Linked DNA regions of Mus musculus: all the other regions are linked to region 3. The links are chromatin contacts, called in public Hi-C and HiChIP or PLAC-seq maps. All regions are on one chromosome and are shown on one strand. Each heading gives the region's core, a stretch centred on a gene start, on an enhancer-like site or on the middle of the called end of the contact. The rest is flanking DNA. Distances are from core to core; before and after follow the strand shown. Region 1 overlaps Pign (phosphatidylinositol glycan anchor biosynthesis, class N). Region 2 has its middle 56 kb from the start of Gm41925. Region 3 holds the start of Rnf152 (ring finger protein 152).

Region 1 (4,972 bases), core at 207-2,706, 200 kb before region 3:
TTGTAGTAAGATGTATTTAAGCTATTTCACTGTTGTGGGGTTTTTTGTTTTGTTTTGTTTTTCTATTTGTTTTATTGTAGGCACAGTATAAGTCTTAGCTATGTTGACTTATCTTAATTTGTCCATAAGTCAGTATGTAACCCAATTGCTATTGTGTATTAATGCTTTCTTGTTACCTCCAGCTCACCAGCATCCAGTTCACCTGTGACACTGATATAGCTCAGTTCCGACAGCTCTGTCCGGATGACATCCGTAGGGCCTTTTTCCTAGTATCCTTTGCTCTGGGATTGTTAAGATCTTCCAACCTTTTTAATAGCGTAAGATGATATAGAAGGTGTTTCTGCTTGTTACGTAATGGTGGTGATTGAGGCTATTAACTCTCTTCTCAACTTGAGTTTTCCACATGCATAGTTCTCACCAAAAATTTGGAGATGGCAGGTGCGAGACATTCATCTCAAGGATAGAGGGCTTACTTAGCAAGCTCTGGGCTCAACCCCTACTAGTTCAACAAAAGACAGTTTTAGCTCTAGGAAAGTGACAATTGATATGTTCCACCATTCAGTGTCTTAGCAGTTAAGAGTTTTTCACTTATGCATACACTCCTTAGAAAATAATATGTCAAAGCTAAACCTGAATTCTCCTTTCAACTCTTAACTCCTATCTAATTTCTTCTGCCCTAGAAGAAACTATTAGAAGTTTGCATTTTGTGTACTTTCCTGAGGCTTTTCAGGTCATAGCTGTCTCATGGCCTTGGCTCCATCAGATGAATTACTGAACATTACAAGTTTGAAAGACACATGATGAAGCCTCAGCTCAGAGGGACCTACTGGCAAGCTGCAAGAAAGTCATAGGGGATGATTCTTTTTTAATTTTTACTTAAATTTTCAGCTCTACTGAGGTAAAATTAATAAAAATTTTAAACATTGGAGGTGTATAACTTGTTGCTTTGACAAACACAAGATGATCACTCAAAGTAATTGTCACATCCTCACCTGTTCAGCTGCCATATGCATTTCATCCCTCCTTTCTTTCCCTCCTCCTTCACATTTCTTTTCCCATACTTCCTCCTTCCCTCCTGTCCTCCCTCCCTTGTGAGAATAATTAAGATCTACTGTCTTAGCAGGCTTCAACACAATACAGTTTATTAACTATTACCATACTATTCCTTAGCTGTCCAGACCTTATTTATCATAGATAATTGAAAAGTTTGTCCTTTGACCAATCCCTTCTTTGCCCCTCTTCCTATTTCTTCTAGGAAGTCTACTGTCTTCTCCAACTGTTTGTTTCCTTTTCTTCATTTTTTGTAACACTCTGTTTTCCTTTTCTTCCTTTGCTTGATCTTGTTCAACTGAGTGGCAGCTGCTTCTACCCAAAGCAGCTCTTTAGCCAGCCTCCTGCCTCTGACCTGAACCACTGAACCAGCTCTGTAGACAGCCTCCTTCCTCTGTCTTCCAATGCTTGTGTATCACAAATCACATGGGTTTTATTATGTCACATACCTGAACTGTTTGCTTCCAGTATTATTTCCACAAAAAGGTGAAAGTTCAAAGTTTTTATTAACATGTTAGTAAAGTCTATATTACTTAATTTTTTCAATGAGCCATTAGATCTTACCACACCTATCTACTGTTTGATGATGATGTAATGTAATTTTCCACTATGTCTACCAATTTTACTAGCATATCTAAGTCACCTTAAGATAATTTCACTCACATTTATGTTCTTAATACATACCTTTGTTTCAGACAGGTACTAGACAATAAATGCTGGTTTGTTAGGTAGGAACTTAGCAAATGGCTGCATGGATACCTTCATGGTTCAGCTCCCCGGCTCAGATGCTGCCTTTTCTCTAGTTGTCATGGTTTCCTTGCAGAGTCTTATACAAGACTCTGTGCCATGTGTGTTGTTAAAAGGTCTTATTTTAACAAGAGCTTTCACTGAGTCAGGCGGCACTTTGAGTACTTTGCTATAAGTCCTGGACACTAACAGGATTGATACTTAATACAAATCAAAGTTCAAGAAGTGTAGCCAGCATAATGGTGCAGCAGGTAAAAGCCCTCTTTGTGTGTGTGGTGATTAGTTTTTGTCAACTTGGCACAAACTAGAATCACTGGGAAGAGGGAACCTCAGTTGAGGAATTGCCTCCATCAGATTGCCTGTGGGCAAGCCTGTTGGACATTTTCTTGATTAATGACCCAGTCCACTGTGGGTGGTACTGCCCCTGAGCTGGTGGTCCTGTTTGCATAAGGAAAGCAAGCTGAGCAAGTCATTGTTAGCTAATGAGTAAGCAGCATTTCTCCATGGTCTCTGCTTCAGTTTCTGCCTCCAGTTTCCTGCCTTATCTTCCCACAGTGAAGTACTCTGATACCAATGTGTTAACCACATAACTCCTTCCTCCCCAAATTGCTGGTCATCATTGCTTTATCACAGCAATAGAAAGTAGTGAATATACGGTGTAAGCTTGACCTGTGGTTAGTTCTCAGAATCCACTGGAGAAGGAGAGAATGAACTCCCCAAAGTTGTCCTTTAACTTCCAAATCCTCACTGTGAGTATTCCTGTGCCCATGCTCATGTACACGTATCATACATAATACTAATATTAATGATAATAATAGTTCAATAAATGTTTAAAATGTTTGACATTCTCTATTGAGTTATTCTAAAGTGTATTTATATATAGAAAGAGAGCCTTTTGAAGAACCTAGCCTACATCCTTTTGAAAAAGAAGTCATGAGCAACAACTGCAGACATAGTTCATCTTGTCGCTGCTTGAGAAAAGGAAAGTAGACTTCTCAGAAGTCACCAGCAACTCCATGATCCTAATAGTTTTCAGATCTTTGTGATGTGCTCACCAGGGATGCTCTCAACCATCCCTTTCAAACAATTCATGATGATTAAACGGATAAAAAAGCAAATTGCTTTTGTGGTAGAATTGGCTTTTATTTTCCTAAATGAAAAAGAGATCTTAACAAAACTCATGGTTCAAAAGCTTTGGCTAAAGTGGCAGGAGAAACAGGCTTGAACTCCTGTTCTTTTTCCCTTCACGGTAAATGAGAATGCCCTTTGCAGGTGATCTGACCTAAGCTCATCAGGAGCGCATGCCTGATTTGGATGTAGAGTTGGAAATCTTCCACTTGAAAGATTATCTTGACAATTAGAGAAGAATAAATGATTCGGAAAGAAAGAAATTGTATTAATTCAGAGTTGTGTCGGTATTTCCTTAACTGTGTAGGTTTTCTTTTTATTAACTGCATTTTTTGGAACTGGAAATATAGCTTCTATTAACAGGTAATTTTTTTATATTTATTTAATTTTGGTTTGTGTGTGTATGTTTTCAAAAAGCAGCAACTGCTCTTAACTATTGAACCATTTCCCCAGTTCCTTTTCCTTGTTTTATATTCAATAATACAATGAAGTATAATACGATAGATAATAAAGGGGATTAGCATAGAGACCTATTTTGTTCATTCTACTATGATTCAGTTTTAGTAAGAGTTGCTTTCAGAGAATTACTGAGTGTCCTCTTACCAGAATATAACTTTAGTCACAGTGTGAATTCTAAATCTTTACTCTTCCCTTTACCATTGTTTAGCTTCGACCTTGCCTCTGTGTATTGCTTTCTGACTGTGTTTAGTCCTTTCATGATGGGAGCGCTCATGATGTGGAAGGTTAGTTTTCTAATTTATTACTTGCATTAAGTGATTGATTTAAAGATTGTGATACTAAGTTTGTGTAACGTGTGGTGTTAAGATTGTAAAGCCATTGTCATTGTAACAGAGATAGTCTTTCAATTTTGGCACTGATGGAGGCAACCCTTAACCCTAGCTTCCAGATATTGTTGATCTTTCCTGTATTCTTAAGACCATTTGGCTACAAAAGAATAAGGATTCTGTTAGCCCAAGAAAATTATCATAGGTCATTAAAGGCTGCCTGGGAGCTGTGATTGAAACTGCAGTGTTGCTAAAGATAAAAGGTTCCCTGACCGCATGGGTCTCCAACCACAAGATGGCCACTCTGTTCTTCTTTTCCATGTTCCTAGAGTTGATGAGTCCTTTCAACAGATGTTAATTGAGTACTCTTTTTAATGTGTCAAGCACCAGCTTAGTGTTTATGCTATCAATGTGGTTATACATTCAGGTTTCTAGAGATAAATATTATGGTGGGATAAAGTTCACTGTCTTTCATATTATGGTATTAGTTGCTTTTCTGCTGTTGTAATAAAATACCCCGACAAAAAGCAAGTTAGGAAGGACAGGGTTTGTTGTCGGTTACAATTCCAGAGAGGGCACTGTCTATCATGGAAGGATGGTACAGAAGCATAAATCCAGCCTGTCAGTCAGGATGCAGAAAGATCACAGCTCATCTGCACACAGGAAGGAGGGAGAAAACAGGAAGTGAAATGACACTATAAACTCTCAAAGGCTGCTCCCAGTGATGTTCTTCTTCCAGTATGACTTGGCCATCTAGAGGTTCATAATCTCCCAAACAGTACCAATAGTACCCAGTGGAGTACATGTGTCCGTGGGGAACATTTCTCATCCAAACCAGCATAGTGGTTATACTTACCTGTTATCTCTACCAAATTTCTTTCTATAGTTCTTGGCACATTTTATGTAGTTAGTTTATTTTTATTTTACAATTCAGATACATGAGTAATAACTGTTGAAAGTGTATGTCCTCTTAGTAGGAGTTTTCTCACTGCACCAGTTGTACTGACTTTCTTACTATACTAATAGAAATGTAATTTAAGAAATGGTAAAAAGATAGTGGGCATTTTCTCATGACCCATTCTTTATTCTCTGTATATGTTTTCAAATTACTTCATTAAGCATGAGCTTATTTCATGAATAAAATAACATTTTTAAACTCAAAAAAGCAATACTAGAATAGCTGAGTCATGTTTATGGTGTTATAGTATCTAATAACAAGCTAAGTCCAGAATGCTGTATATTTAACAACAAGCTGTGTAATT
Region 2 (4,408 bases), core at 1,727-4,226, 180 kb after region 3:
ATAACCCCATTAAAAAATGGGGCTCAGAGCTAAACAAAGAATTCTCACCTGAGGAATACTGAATGGCTGAGAAGCACCTGAAAAAATGCTCAGCATCCTTAATCATTAGAGAAATGCAAATCAAAACAACCCTGAGATTCCATCTCACACCAGTCAGAATGGCTAAGATCAAAAATTCAGGTGACAGCAGATGCTGGCGAGGATGTGGAGAAAGAGGAACACTTCTTCATTGTTGGTGAGATTGCAAGCTTGTACAACCACTCTGGAAATCAGTCTGGGGGTTCCTCAGAAAATTGGACATAGTACTATGGAGGATCCCGCAATACCTCTCCTGGGCATATATCCAGAAGATGTCCCAACCAGTAAGAAGGACACATGCTCCACTATGTTCATAGCAGCCTTATTTATAATAGCCAGAAGCTGGAAAGAACCCAGATGCCCCTCAACAGAGAAATGGATACAAAAAATGTGGTACATTTACACAATGGAGTACTACTCAGCTATTAAAAAGAATGAATTTATGAAATTCCTAGGCAAATGGTTGGACCTGGAGGGCATCATCCTGAGTGAGGTAACACAATCACAAAAGAACTCAAATGATATGTACTTACTGATAAGTGGATATTAGCCCAGAAACTTAGTATACCCAAGATATAAGAGACAATTTGTAAAACACATGAAACTGAAGAAGAACGAAGTCCAAAGTGTGGACACTTTGCCCCTTCTTAGAATTGGAAACAATTACCCATGGAAGGAGTGACAGAGACAAAGTTTGGAGCTGAGACAAAAGGATGGACCCTCTAGAGACTGCCATATTCAGGGATCCCTCCCATAATCAGCCTCCAATCAATGACACCATTGCATACACTAGCAAGAGTTTGCTGAAAGGACCCTGATATAGCTGTCTCTTGTGAGACTATGCTGGGGCCTAGCAAACACAGAAGTGGATGCTCACAGTCAGCTATTGGATGGATCACAGGGCCCCCAGTGGAGGAGCTAGAGAAAGTAACCAAGGAGCTAGAGAGATCTGCAAACCTGTAGGTGCAACAACATTATGAACTAACCAGTACCCCGGAGCTCTTGACTCTAGCTGCATATGTATCAAAATATGGCCTAGTAAGCCATCACTGGAAAGAGAGGCCCATTGGACATGCAAACTTTATATGCCCCAGTACAGGGTAACGCCAGGGCCAAAAAGTGGGAATGGGTGGGTAGGGGAGTGGGGGGGGAGGGTATGTGGGACTTTTGGGATAGCATTGGAAATGTAATTGAGGAAAATGCGTAATAAAAAAAAATAATGTAAAAATTTCGTCTTCAGATCTGTTTCCTGAAATATCAGGGTCATAAAATGCCACTCGGATGTTCTTATCAATATGTTGCCCTTATTGTCAGTTACTTCCCAGCTCCTAACTGCCAGAAGATGTTATCAGTGTGTAAACTTTCCTGTCTGGACTTTCCCAGCTCACCTGAGACTTATAGCCATTAACCATAACAATATCAATAAAGTAATTATTATCATCGTAAAAATAATAAGATACAAAATAAGTATTAAATCCTGTTTTCTCAATGACTCCAGAATTTTGTAGCATAAATCTTTGAGCTGAAAATCACTTGTTCATACCTAGAACAGCTCTTTCCTTCGGAACCACCAGTGGTTGCTTTTGTTGTGCATTAGCTAGTTGTGCTTGCAAGATTCCTCACTGTAGAGCAATTTGTAGACCAATTACACCACCTTTGCAATTATTCTCAGCTAGAAAGCTTATACTTCATGGATAAGCAAGGAATGGAAGAAACTTGTTTCCTCTGTAAAAGTCCAGGAATGCAGGAAATCCTGGACAAGTGTGTGCAGGATGCAGGGTGCAGGGTACAGGGAGCAGGGAGCAGGGAGCAGGGAGCAGGGTGCAGGGTGCAGGGTGCAGGGTGCAGGGTGCAGGGTGCAGGGTGCAGGGAGCAGGGTGCAGGGAGCAGGGTGCAGGGAGCAGGGTGCAGGGTGCAGGGAGCAGGGTGCAGGGTGCAGGGTGCAGTGTGCAGGGAGCAGGGTGCAGGGTGCAGGGTGCAGGGTGCAGGGTGCAGGGAGCAGGGTGCAGGGAGCAGGGTGCAGGGTGCAGGGAGCAGGGAGCAGGGTGCAGGGTGCAGGGTGCAGGGAGCAGAGTGCAGGGTGTAGGGTGAGGTGATGGCCCCAAGTCTTCCTTCCATTTTACTTCCACCAAGACCAAGACAAAGCAGCAGCACAGAGACAGCCTTGACCATGCATCTCAGAGCTGAAGCCACGCCCTTTCTATTTCTGACTTTTCACTGGCCTGGTCATCTCCCAGCTTCCTCTGCTGAGTGCTGAAGACAAGTATCCACCGCCTAGCTTCTAGGGGAGAGTTAGGTTAGCCTTCTCCCACTTGTGTCAGATGCCTTGGCAGGTGGCCAGTAGGCCCAGTCATCTAATGAGCCTGGCCTGTGCCTGGGCAGCTGCAGATGTTTAGCCACACACACAGCATGCTCATGATCCGATGGGTTCTATGACCACAACAAACAGAAAAGCAGATAGCTCCAGCTCTGCTGGGACTGATCCTTGGCCAGCCTTCTAATTCTTAGGGAGACAGGTTCAAGGTAGCTAATAAGTAACTTGATCATATTTTTCTTAAAGCAACATGAACCTAACCGGCAGCTTAATTGCATTGCATAAGTGAACAATGTAATCACAAATTGGACCCTTTAAAACTGTCACCTGTCACCAAGAGAAGAATGCTTGGAGTGGAGGCTCTTCCTTTTGTCTGGGTTAATACTGAATCAAAGAGGTTTTTAAAGCAAGGAAGGTGAAAGGAACATGCATTTATCTTTTAGTGTAAAACCCTTAAAGCTCTAGCCTTGCCCGAAGCAACCAGCAGTTCCTCCCCCTCCCTTCTGTGTCCCTGTGTTAGCTTGCAGTGAGCTTCCAAATCCCAGATACTGACTATTGATCGGCATACTTGTTTAATTACCCAGCAGAGTGGGTTCTCCACCAATCAATTTCTCCTCTAAAATGCCAATCCTGCTCCGGAGGGAGGAGGGCCTCAACTGGTCTTTGTTTGCTTTCGAATTCCTGTTCTGAACAGAGTAAGTTCACACACGGGTTAATTTTTAAATTGCTCTCTTCTAACTTCATTGCCTTCTTACTTCACCCTGGATACCCGAGTGGCTCTAGAAATCCTTTTGCCTCTTCTTATTGCTAATTTAGCTTTGTTAAATTGTTTCACAATTAGCTGGCCTGCTCATTTCCCTGATTTCTTCTAGTCAACAACAGAGTTCTTCCCAGTTTGCATCCCAGATTGAAGTCTTTGAGGGCAGACAGGAGAGGCACTACTGATATTTATCCACCCTCATCTCCAGGAGAGAAGGAAGCCACAGCTTCTGTGTGGGTCTCATCACCTGGCTTGCCCCCAGAGCCTTTTTATAGGATCCAGGAAATCTGTGAGTTCAGACCTCTGTATTTTAAGGGCTTTGTGACACAGGAGTTTGTGCTGCACATCTGAGCCCCGTGGACACAGAGGGAGTACAAGATCAGGGCACTGCATTTTTCTGCAGAGAACTGAATGTTGACAATGACATTTCTAGGTCTTTAGAGAAAATCTCACCCTTTGTGTCTAATTCTAATTTTTATCTAATCTATGCTCAAAATGTTAGAGTCACATCAGAGCTGGCAATATGGCAGTCAGCAGAAACAGCATCTGCTCTGAGAGTCATTTCTGTTACTAACATTGACTGTCTGGTTCATAAACTAGTGAGTTACACACACACACACACACACCACCACCACCACCACCACCACCACCACCACCCATAAGCCTGCAGAAGGCCCAGACTGGCTTGATGCTAGTGGGTTCTTGGCTGCATCCTAATACATCAACTTTCATTGTGCTTTGGCTGGGTCTGGCCTGCAGTTTAAGATTAGCTAGAAGAACATTAAGGGGTCCTGTCGACACTCATTCCTGCACCTAAAAAGTCTGCCTGTATTTGGCTATTATGTGTTTTCTTTTCCCGGAATAGAGTATAAAAGTGTCCTTAAAGTCAGGAAAGCATCTCAGAGGCACAACTGCACTCCATTTTTTCCCAGGGTATTAATGGCTCGGGACTTAGCCACTTTGAGCCTCTAAACAGCATGACTCCAGCTGGGAAGCTAACAGGACCTTTCGCGTCTGTGATCTTCTATTTTTCTACTGGGATATTTAATACTATAGCTAAAAATAAACAGACTAATGGAAACTTTTTTCTTTTTTAAATAAGGCCACACATAAATATCAGAAAACTCCCAGGAACTAAAAGCTCCCAGTCTTTCAGTATCTGAGAGAGGAAACCGCAAGACTAACCCTAGAACAGTTTCGGCTGCCCTCAGGTCCCAGGAACTGTGACTAATGGAACTCCAACGTTGTACAAATTG
Region 3 (4,539 bases), core at 1,191-3,690:
TGCCGGTTCTTGCCCTGACTTAGACCGTAGCTACCTGTCCAGATTCTGACCTCCAGTGTGTCTTAGGAACTGCCCCATTGCAGCCTGCCCCAGTTAATTAACCTTCTCTGTGTGACAGCTTTACAAGACTGGACAGAAGGCAGAACACCCATGATGCTCTGTGAATTAAAATCCCAGCCAGTGGAAATGAATAGAGTTGGAGGTGTTAACCTTCTACATGCTGAATTCTTGCATTTCTCACTTCAAAGAATTGTCTAGAAAGCAACTGGGGGGGGGCAGTTTGAAACATTTTAGAATAATTACTGAATCCTGAAATTGCTTTCCTAAAAGCAATCTTGAGAGGCACTCATGCATAATAATATTTCTGGGCTAAGCTCTGCTGGTAAAATGTTGGGGTGTTATGAATCACCTTCTTTATTTCAAGTCCCTGACCAACATCTGAGTTGTTAATACCTTGCCTAGTTTCTCATTATTATTTTTTTCCAGAGTCCACAACATGGCTCAGTGAATAAGATGCCTGTCCTAGATTGCCTGATCCTAGATTGATGATCTGAGTGCAGTCTCATGGGGAAGGGGAGAACGGAGTCTTGAAAGTGCAACCTGTCCTCCATACCTATACTGTCACCGGTGTGCACCCCTCTCCCTAAATAAAATATAACTAAAAACTAGGAATTCCAGTTCTTAGGAAAATGAGGCAGGAGGAGTACCAGAATGGTCTGTGCTGCCTGATAAATTCCAGCTTAGCCTAGGCTACATGTATGAGACTCTGCCTCCAAAAGGCCTTTTTAATTTTTTTATTAAAAAAAATTATTTTTTTGAGACAGGGTTTTTCTATGTAGCCCTGATTGTCTAGAACTTGCTCTGTAGATCAAGCTGGCCTCGAACTTACAGAGATCCTTCTGCCTCTGCAGGAGGTCTGTACAACCTCCACTGGGCTAATCCCACCCCCACATTGATGGTGAAGTTAAAGATATTCTTGCAAAGTAACCTTAGGTTCCTAAGACATGCATGCAGAGCCTCTGTGGGTGCTGTAGAGGTGATAAGGGAACAATGGAGCAAGAGTCTGCCTGGTGACTGGAGGAAGCAGAGCTCCTACTGGGATCCAGAGACTGCAAGCTTTGTGGGTCTCCCGGATGCAGGTCCCCCCCCCGCCCCCCCCCCCGCGCCCCCGCCTCCCGATGTGTTAATAGCCTGATTGGAACACCAATTCACAAGTTGTACACGTGGGACAAAGCAAGTAGGACCAGCTGCCAACACGGATTCATTAGCTCATACAGAGCCATCATGGGTCTCAGGACTTCTGGAACAACAGCAGTTCTCAACCTGTGGGTCACAACCCCTTCAGGGGTCACAAAAGACCATTGGAAAACACAGATAGTTGCATTCTGATTTGTAACAGTAGCTAATGTTGCTATATGAAGTTAGCAACAAAAACAATTTTATGGCTGGGGGGGTCACCATAACATGAGCAACTGTGTTAAAGGGTCACGGTATTAGGAAGGTTGAGAACCACTGCTGTGTAAGAAGGAACATAGGACCCATGAAGGGAGCCCAGTACCTGAAGTCTAGAAGAAGCCATTTGCTCTGTGCATTAACAGAGCTCCTTTAGCTGAACCACAGAGATGAGGAGACATAACTCAGGTCAGTTTTCAGTTTCTTAATAGAATGGATCCCAAAAGGCCCCAGAACTCAGGCATGGTGCCCCAGACCAGCAGGGGACACCTATCTCCCCTTTTCTCCACTATATGTTAAGTGAAAAAGCAGGAAGAGACCTTATCTTTAGATTCTCCTGGGGTTACATGACATTAAAAGCATATCCCAAAGGTAAGGGCTTTGTTTCTGTTTAGGAGTACAGAGGATAAATCCAGATTCATGCACCCTAGGCAAGCAAGCACTTTACCTCTGAGCCTGAAGTTGGGTTTTAAGGTGGGCAATAGGGTAAACTTAGTAGACCCTCTAGGCTCCTTCCTGTTCACCTCTCCTGTGAGCTTCCTTTACACAGGAGGTTGAGGTGTGAGGTGTCCCTGTGGGGCTCTTTGGGAGCATATCCCGTTCCATGCTGACAGGTTCCTGCCCTTGTTGGGTTAGTGAACTTTCAGGGGCAGCCAAAAAGAACCCAGGGGAAAGGCAATAGCCTAGACTCCTCCCTCTCCCCTGTGGTCTTGAGTCCAGAGCCGCAGCTGGGTCACCACCTTGGCCAGTCCCAGTCGTTCTAGCCTGTGGTGCTCGGCCTCTAGGTCACACCTGATACCGTTCAGGTCCTCCTTCCGTGCTCGGTCCAGGTGCTCGCTGGTCTACGGTGGGTAGAGGGCGCGTCCCTGCTTCCCCACCCACACCAAGAGGTTGGCCACTGGGGACCGACCGACAGACAGACAGTCGGACGTGCCGGCCAAGCTGCCGGGTGGAGTGCGGGAGGGGGTGGAGCCGCCGGGGAGGGGCGGTCCGCGGAGCAGAGCTCACTCAGCCTCCCGCTCCCTTCAGTGCTTGGGTCTCTGGGGGTGACACCAAAAGCTTCCGCTCAGTGTCCGGTGCCTGGCGGCGGGTGTCCGATCGTGGAGGCGGAGGACAGCCGGGCAGGTGGAGGGCGCCGCCTGAAGCCAAAGGAGAGACGAGCAGGGCTGGGCTGCGGGAGGCGCTGCCGCCACTCTGCCCGCGCTGCCCCGCAACCTGCGGCGGGAGGAGCAGGCAGCAGCCGGCCCTCAGCGCTCGTCTAGCAGAGCGCAGCGGGCAGTGCGGACCCCCGGGATGCTTCCGACGTTGCTGCAGCCGCCGGCGGCGTAACAGAGCCGAGCCTGCTGCTGAGAGAGGTCAGTGAGTTTCGGTTTGTTTTCCTGTTCAGTGTGCTCCCAGGTCCCGGGTGCAGAGGGGACTCGCGTGGAAGGCTGTGCCTAGGAGAAAGCGGGAAAGGGCAACGGTAGCCTGAGATATAACTGGAGGTTCTTCCTGGACTATGATTGGGGTGGTTTGTTTGGTTAAAGGAGTGCGGAGCTGGAGAGGCGTCTCTCGAGGAGGTGGTCCCGGGAGTTGGGTTTTCCTCGGGCTTTGCTTTGAGTTGGGAGCGCGATGGGGTCATGGCAGCTGACTCTGGTTCCTCGGAGTCCTGGGATGCCCCCTGGAGCTCTGGTCCCGGGAGCTCGCCTCATGCACGCGCCGCACGCGCCCTTGAGGTGCGCGCACATCCCTGCCGTGCCCCCCCCCCCCCCCCAGCATTCTCAAGCCCTGGGTCGTCCCCTCCAGTCCTGTCCTGCCTTCCTACTCCCGATTCCTAGCTAGAAGTTGCCCCCAAGCCATTATTGGAAAAGGGGGCCGAATGGAGGGCCAGATTCTGGGGGTCTTTTGTGCGGACCCACGGGCCTGGGGCGCTTGCTTCTGGAAGGACAGCAGCAGGACAAAGCCGGCAGGACTTGTGGGGAGCTTCTCCACAGTGTTGGTTTGGGATCCCGCCTACCGTGGGGGTGTGGTGGGGGAGTGCTGCATAGATTTGGAAACAGTAGGGTAATTGACAAAACAGAGACAGTGACTTGAGGTGGTGGCCAGGCAACGAAAGGATACTCTCAGATGCATCCCTGATTGTGTGTGTGTGTGTGTGTGTGTGTGTGTGTGTGTGTTTGTCTGGGCAGGCGACTACATGCCCCGCATTGCTAGCTGTGTGGGCTTAACTCGTGTATTTTGCTAGCATTTTGCCTTAAAAAGATGATGGTATTCTCCATCCTGACTCCTATATTTCTGAGGCATTACGGTTGATGGTAGCCGCTTTACCGCGGGATAACTTGGGGGCGCGGCAGGGGGGGCGTAGACTGCAGAGGAGCCAGGAGGTGATTATTTATCCAGGAGAGCCTTAATGACCCTTCCCTGTTTTACCAGTCTTCTACCCCCCATTCTCATCCTCTCGGGACGCCTACTCGTGTTCCAGTGGTCTCGGAGGGTGCTTGGATTTCTGTCTGTGCTGGGAGTATCTAACTATTACTGCATGTATTTCACTGCAGGCTGAACAAAGCTGGGTCTCAATCGCGCTTCCTGCTTGTCAGCCTCTTGTCTCCCAAACGCTTACTGTTTCCACTTGATGTCAACACGCAGAAGGGGGTGAAAGGGACGCGTGACAGATTCAGGTAACCCCAATGATCTGGGTAACTGCCTGGGTGTCTCTGGGTCATTTGGGCCCACAGCGCTGACACAGGGCTGCCTGGGTGTTTCTGCTTTCACAGCATTTGTATTTGTGAGGGAGTAGGGGCCACCCAAGCAAGCAAAAAAAGTCTGTCCTACCTTTGGGACTTCACTCGAATGTCTTGTTCCACCAACATTGCAAATGACTTCATCCTTTCCTTTTGGAGAGGTCACTGGGAGCCACTTATATTGGACCTGTATTAGTTCCACTGGATGGTGTGAATTTTGATGCTGTCAGTACACAGACAGTTGTACATAAATATGGGTTTGGATAAGACAGTGTTTTGTGTAAAGTGGAGATGTCTTCTAATTAAAGATATTGTGGGAAAGTTAATAATCATAAAGCTCATAAGATATTTGACCAGTGCTCAGTTC

The links. Hi-C and Micro-C count contacts between places; a contact is called where the count stands out from the background. HiChIP or PLAC-seq counts read pairs in DNA pulled down with a chosen protein or histone mark.
Region 1: a contact with region 3 is called in a FOXA1 HiChIP or PLAC-seq map of pancreatic cancer cells. The contact joins the enhancer-like site here to the promoter of Rnf152 in region 3. A contact is called at or near these places in 1 of 484 Hi-C or Micro-C datasets (nephron progenitors), 2 of 115 datasets of contacts at active chromatin or transcription factors (embryonic stem cells and pancreatic cancer cells) and 2 of 9 other capture datasets (adipose tissue and embryonic stem cells).
Region 2: a Hi-C map of liver shows a contact between it and region 3, with 2.7 times the contacts expected there. The contact joins the enhancer-like site here to the promoter of Rnf152 in region 3. A contact is called at or near these places in 2 of 39 promoter capture datasets (both in liver), 11 of 484 Hi-C or Micro-C datasets (the HPC-7 cell line, the Patski cell line, bone marrow-derived macrophages and 3 more), 5 of 115 datasets of contacts at active chromatin or transcription factors (bone marrow-derived macrophages, kidney, liver and 2 more) and 4 of 9 other capture datasets (adipose tissue, embryonic stem cells, liver and 1 more).

The regions. Positions count from the first base shown.
Region 1 is chr1:105,552,760-105,557,731 of GRCm38.p6, reverse strand. It overlaps Pign (phosphatidylinositol glycan anchor biosynthesis, class N), which reads left to right. Exons shown (of 31, transcript NM_013784.3): 25 at 183-269; 26 at 3,233-3,288; 27 at 3,593-3,668. Among named protein-coding and RNA genes, the nearest start is that of Pign, 110 kb to the left of the region's middle. Within about 2 kb of position 1,456, at least 5 of the 459 cell types and tissues checked have an H3K27ac peak or open chromatin away from gene starts, as enhancers often do. A contact at or near this core is called in pancreatic cancer cells, where this site is marked.
Region 2 is chr1:105,177,574-105,181,981 of GRCm38.p6, reverse strand. No RefSeq gene overlaps it. Among named protein-coding and RNA genes, the nearest start is that of Gm41925, 56 kb to the right of the region's middle. Within about 2 kb of position 2,976, at least 84 of the 459 cell types and tissues checked have an H3K27ac peak or open chromatin away from gene starts, as enhancers often do. A contact at or near this core is called in adipose tissue, bone marrow-derived macrophages, cerebral cortex and 4 more, where this site is marked.
Region 3 is chr1:105,354,611-105,359,149 of GRCm38.p6, reverse strand. It overlaps Rnf152 (ring finger protein 152), which reads left to right and starts at 2,440. Exons shown (of 3, transcript NM_178779.4): 1 at 2,440-2,807; 2 at 3,987-4,109. It overlaps Gm17634 (predicted gene, 17634), which reads right to left and starts at 3,143. Exons shown (of 2, transcript NR_151540.1): 1 at 2,245-3,143.